Linked DNA regions of Pan troglodytes: region 2 is linked to region 1. A link is a contact called in public HiChIP or PLAC-seq data. All regions are on one chromosome and are shown on one strand. The core of a region is the stretch at or near the end of the contact, and the rest is flanking DNA. Distances in the headings are between cores, read along the strand shown.

What was found. HiChIP or PLAC-seq counts read pairs in DNA pulled down with a chosen protein or histone mark.
Region 2: a contact with region 1 is called in an H3K4me3 HiChIP or PLAC-seq map of stem cell-derived excitatory neurons, with 9 times the contacts expected there. The contact joins the promoter of ABL1 here to the promoter of FIBCD1 in region 1. A contact is called at or near these places in 3 of 7 Hi-C or Micro-C datasets (blood, induced pluripotent stem cells and stem cell-derived neural progenitor cells), 1 of 1 datasets of contacts at active chromatin or transcription factors (stem cell-derived excitatory neurons) and 1 of 1 other capture datasets (stem cell-derived neural stem cells).

Annotation. Positions count from the first base shown.
Region 1 is chr11:7,515,625-7,518,196 of NHGRI_mPanTro3-v2.0_pri, forward strand. FIBCD1 (fibrinogen C domain containing 1) reads left to right here and starts at 1,294. Exons shown (of 8, transcript XM_063788166.1): 1 at 1,294-1,594; 2 at 1,949-2,061. The coding sequence starts at 1,372.
Region 2 is chr11:7,739,373-7,741,944 of NHGRI_mPanTro3-v2.0_pri, forward strand. It overlaps ABL1 (ABL proto-oncogene 1, non-receptor tyrosine kinase), which reads right to left and starts at 1,302. Exons shown (of 11, transcript XM_016961878.4): 1 at 472-1,302. The coding sequence starts at 607. It overlaps LOC129136059, which reads right to left and starts at 1,301. Exons shown (of 1, transcript XM_055078613.1): 1 at 1,203-1,301. The coding sequence starts at 1,301. The coding sequence ends at 1,203.

The DNA of each region.
Region 1 (2,572 bases), core at 44-2,543:
TATGTTGCTTGCCCTCAGCCACACAGCCAGGGCCCTGTGCCCTCCATCACATCCTTCTTCCCAAGTCTGAGGGCCCTCTAGATCACCTGCTGACCCTCTTAATTCATAGGAAAGGCCGAGGGGCCAGAAAGAGCCAGAGGCCAGAATTGGAACCTGGGTCTCCTGACTCCCAGCCATTGCTGTGGGATCCTCTCCAACTCCCGGGCAGCCTCAGTCCGGGAAGCCGGGATCGGGCCGTAGGTGAGGCCAGCGGTCGTCCTGGAAGGAAAAGGCGGCTGGGGACAAACAGCTGGTGGTTTGTGAACCCAGCGCCTGGCGGGTGGCAGTCTCCTCGGATGGCACCGGGCCACAGGGTCCCCCGCTCCGGGGTTCAGGGAGTGCCCCAGCCCAGGCTGGACGCGGCCCCCACCCCCAACCAGTCTGCCCCGCCAGTGCCGGACGCGTAGAGGGATCGGGAGAGGGACGAAGATGGGGCGACAGACTGGCAGCCAGTGGGGGAGAGACGGAGACGGTGCCAGGGAACAGCGCGGCGGCCAAGGCGCCCCGGGAGCCGGAAAACAGCTTTGGGGAGAAGCGGGGGCGGGGAACGGGGGTCTGTCTGGAGCTGGGGGAGCAGAAAAAGATGGGGACGCAGAAAGGGGCGGAGGAGGGGCGGCCGGCGGGCTCGGCGGGGCGGCGGGAGGGGAGCGCGGCGTCGGGCAGTGTGGGCGCCTCCCGGTCAGAAACCACAATAGCAGCTCGTTCGCCGCGCAGATTAAGGACTTTGTCAATTACCTCCGAAGGCCGCTCCGGGCGGATTAAATGCTTTTAAAAGTGCTGCTGGTGGGAAGGGGCAACTAAGAAGCCCCCTCCTGGCACAAATCCCCTCCCGGCGGAGGAGAAGGCGGGGGCTGGGACCACGCGGGGCGCGCCGGGGAGCGCGGGCGATCGGCCGGGAGCGCGGCCGAGCGCGGAGCGGCTGGTACTCGCGACCACAGCGCCGGCGGCTGTGGCAGTGGTGGGGACCCCCATTTCGCCCACGGGCCGCCCGGGCAGGGGGGCGTCGTGTGGGCTCTCCGACCGCGGGCGCGAGGGCACGGGTCTGCGGACGCGGACTGGGACGCCCACCGGACCAGGCTCACGCGTCGGGGTCCGGCGCAGGGAGGTCCCCGGGGGCTGGAGACCCCACAGCTGGGCGCACTTGCCCCGGGACCTGGACCCACACCTCGGGGGCCCGCAGGGGGCGCACCCCACCGAAACTGCCCCCGGCGCAGCCTGGGTCTTGGGGCGAGCCCTGCGTCCTGAGCCGGGAGGGAGCCGGAAGGAGCGCCGCGCCACTCCCCGGAGACGCCGAACCGGCCGGCGGGGGCGCCCTCGGGGCCCGCCCCGCGCATGGTGAGTTGTGTGAGTCCGGTCCGGGAGGAAGTTTGTGCAGAGGCGCCGCCGGGGGGGGCTCTCAGGCCCCTCCGGGAGCCAGCAGGAGCCGGGCCGCCCGCGGCTGTTTGCTGCCCTCCGGCCGGCCGCGGTATCTGGGGGCCAGTTCGGCCTCCTTTCCCTAGGTCTTTTCGGAGGCGGAGTTTAGTATCCAAGTCCGCGGGTGTGAGCGCGCGCGTGTGTGAGTGTGTCGGGGGAGGCCGAGGGGAGCAATAAAAAGCAAAGAGAGTCCGAGACCAGAAAAGATGCGGAGATTGAGAAGGAGGGAGGAGGGACGAGGGAGGAGGGAGAGGAGCGCGCCGGGGAGGCGCGGGAGCCGGGAGCGGGGACGGCGCGCAGCGCGAGCGGCGGGCGTTGGGCTGGCGGCTTTCGCGCTCCCGCTCCTGCTCCCGCCCGCACACAGCGGCGCGCTCATCCTCACACGCCCGCCCGCTCCCGGGCCGCCCCGGCGCGGGGCACAGAGGTGGGGACCCGGCGGACAGAGCGCGCCCCGCGCCCGCGCCCGCGCCCACCCCGTCGCCTTTGCGCTCCGCAGCGGCGCGCCTCGCCCGGCGCCCCCGCCAGTCCTGCCGGAAGATGGTCAACGACCGGTGGAAGACCATGGGCGGCGCTGCCCAACTTGAGGACCGGCCGCGCGACAAGCCGCAGGTACGCTCGGGCGCTGGGACACGGGGCCTGGGCGGCTGGCCAGGCGGTGGCCGCTCGGGCCGGCGGGGCGAGCACCCAATGCGGGGGCTGGAGTTTAGGGCGCACCCCTTCGAGGCTCCGGAGGCCCGGGCCGGGATGGGGACCCTCCTCTCCTCCTCCCCCAGCCGAGGCTTGAACTCGAGGTTCGGTGGGGGCGGCACCCCTGCAGGAGCCACGCGCGCTGCGGGCCAGGTCTCCCGCGTCCCCGCACCCCCAGCAGCACCCTGGTGCACGCGGGTGCAGAGGGAGGCGGGGACTTACAGTTCGCTGTGTGTCCACAGACAAATCAGCCCCGTTGCTGAGTCTCCGTTTCCTCACCTCTACAATGGGCATCTTAACTACCCACAGAATCTCCACTCTGGGCGCTACCCTGTGCCAGGCACCTGGTCCTGAACCTGACCCCCTGAATCTCCTCTGCATCCTTCCCTTTAGCCAGGGCCCTGCATACAGTAGGGGATCAATAAAGATTCAT
Region 2 (2,572 bases), core at 52-2,551, 220 kb after region 1:
TAGCGTCAACCAGTATCCATGATTCTTAACTTTCTCAGGAACACAAACCACTTTGAGAATATGATAAAAGCTCTCTGTAGACAAAGCAGTAAAGAATCCATGCTTGTCAGAAGAGCCCACGACTTCGGTTAGAGCAGAATCATAGAACCAGGGATCCTAAGAAACCACTGAAGTCCAGCCCCTCAGGAAACTAAAGCCCTGGAACAGTAAAGTGGCTTGTCCAAGGTCAACAGTGAATTAGCAGAGGAATCAGGCAAGAAATAAGCAACTCAAATAGATTTTGAATAAAGCCGAAGTCACGAAGTAACTTTTTCTTATACAAAGAAAGTTCCACTAAGAGATAACTACAGTAACAAATTTATTAAGTGGAACTGGAAGGAACTGTCGCAAGTACTGTTGTTCAAAGTTCCTTGAAGGCCTAAGATGAATGCATGAGGAAAACCATGAGCAGAAATTTTGAAAAGCACTCACCATGTTCCACAAAAACATTGCAGTGTGGACCCCCATGCCTCGATGATTCCTTCTTCCCTGCTCCTTTGATAAAATGCAGGGCAGGCAAGCTTGGCCTTCTTTGGTCCCCAAGAACTTTTCCAGGCTGCTGCCCCATAAAGTAATAATAGGTACCCCTTTCCAGAAGAGGGTTCAAGATCTTCCAGAACGGTCAGCGAGCGTAGAGGGAAATGGCATATACGTGGGATTTCACATTCGCTGCATCTCCACAAGTCAGCAATTGAAGTCAATCACAGAAAGGCATCTTCCATAACAAAAGGAAGCACTTTTTTTAGGTTGACACTTGCAAGCAGGAGTTCCAATTATTTTCGCAGTTATCAATTTCATGTAATTGCAATGTTACCCAAAAGTTTCTTGATTTTTTTTAAACGGGCTGAATAACAATTTCTTTTCAAGAAGAAAAACCTAAACAGAAATATTCACAGGGGATGCCGAAAAGGGTCAATAATGCTAGTCATTTCAATTCTCACACATAAAGGAAACGCTGATGGTCTTTGGCTACTCCTCCAGAACTTTTCCTGTGGAAGTCACCAACCCCCTATCTTAGCTTCTTCATCTTCCAACAAATTTCCTGCCGAACTAGTGGCCGCTCTCGCTTCTCTGCTTTGCTCTCCGGAAAAGGACACGGGTCACCCAGATTTCAGCGAGTTTGCCCTCGACTCTGACGAAAAGGAATGCATTGCCAGCAACTTTTAAGTCCGCTTTTTAAAAGGCCTGTGGAACCAATCCAGACTTTTCCTTTGCATTAAAGTTTTTGGCTGAGCTGAGACTAAGGGGGCCGTAGGTGACATTGGAAGAAGTCAGGGCATTAGAGGCTCGCGGGAGCCACCTTGGGGGAAGGGGAGACCCCTTGACAGCAAGGGAGGGATTTGAATGGGAGGCTCCGTGGCCAAAGTTGGGGCCGGGATCCGGAATAAGGGGCGGCTTGGGGCTGAGGGAAGCTGCCGGGGCGCGGCACGGGCAGCTTACTCCGGGGCGACGCTCTTCCACGCCTCAGAAAACGGGGTGTCCCAAGCTGGGGGAAACAGACCACCCGCAGTGTCCCAAAGCCGGGGCGGGGCTGTAAGGGACGAAGGACTCTCGCGGCCCAGACAGCGGAAGGCGGGCCCCGTGTAGAGGAGGCCCGGCCGCCTCAGCTGCCCCAAGCCCGGGGGTCTCTGCCCGAGACACCCCCTCCCCCGGCCCCGGACGCTGACACCACCACCGCCCTCAGGCAGTCACATCTCCCGAGCTCCGCCGAGGGACCCAGCCGCCCCCCGCCGGTAGGGGCCGTGGACAGCGGAGGGGCTCCTCAGCCGCAGGACCCGGGAACCGGCTCCGGCTCCAGCGCTGCTCAGGCACAGACACCAAACCCCGCGGCCGCCATGATGGATTACGAGCCGCTCCACAACGAGGCCAGGCCCCGCCCTCGGCCCCGCCCACGGCGACGTCCGGAGCCCGCCTCGAGGGGACCCGGATGCCCCAAGAGCCGCTTTCCCGGGACACCGCCGCGCCTCCCGGCTCTGGTCCCACTGCCTGCGAAAGCCCGGCCCGGCACGACCTTTTAAATGTGGCTTCTCTGAGCGCAAGGTGAGTGGTGAGGAAGCACCCGCCTCCTCTGTATTGCCATTGGCCTCCGAGAATCCGGGTCAGGCCTCTTTCCTCCGTCCCATTGGCCGGTGGGAGCAGTAGGGCTGGATCTCCCAGCCAACCGTGTTCGGCGCAGTCCGCGGTGCGTGCCGGGAGTTGTGGTCCCACGGCACGCGCCCGAGTCCGCCCGCACCAAGACTCCTGGCCCGGGCCCCGACTGCTGGGGCTCGGCCCCGCCCTCCTGGGACCTGGTAGACTCTTGCCGGCCTAGCGTAGGCCGGACCGCGTCTCCCCGGCGCGAGTAGTGAGACCTGGAAGAGCCAAAGCGAGGGAAAAATTGCGGATTGGATTTTCCTGGAAGCGGAGTCGGATAACTTCCTTCAGTCTCTAAGGGAGAAAATTTGGCTCGCTCCTAGAAACCAAGGTTTCTGATGCCTTTCAACCCCTTTACCCTCCAAAAAGCATAAATATTAGAACTAGCGGGCCGGGCGCG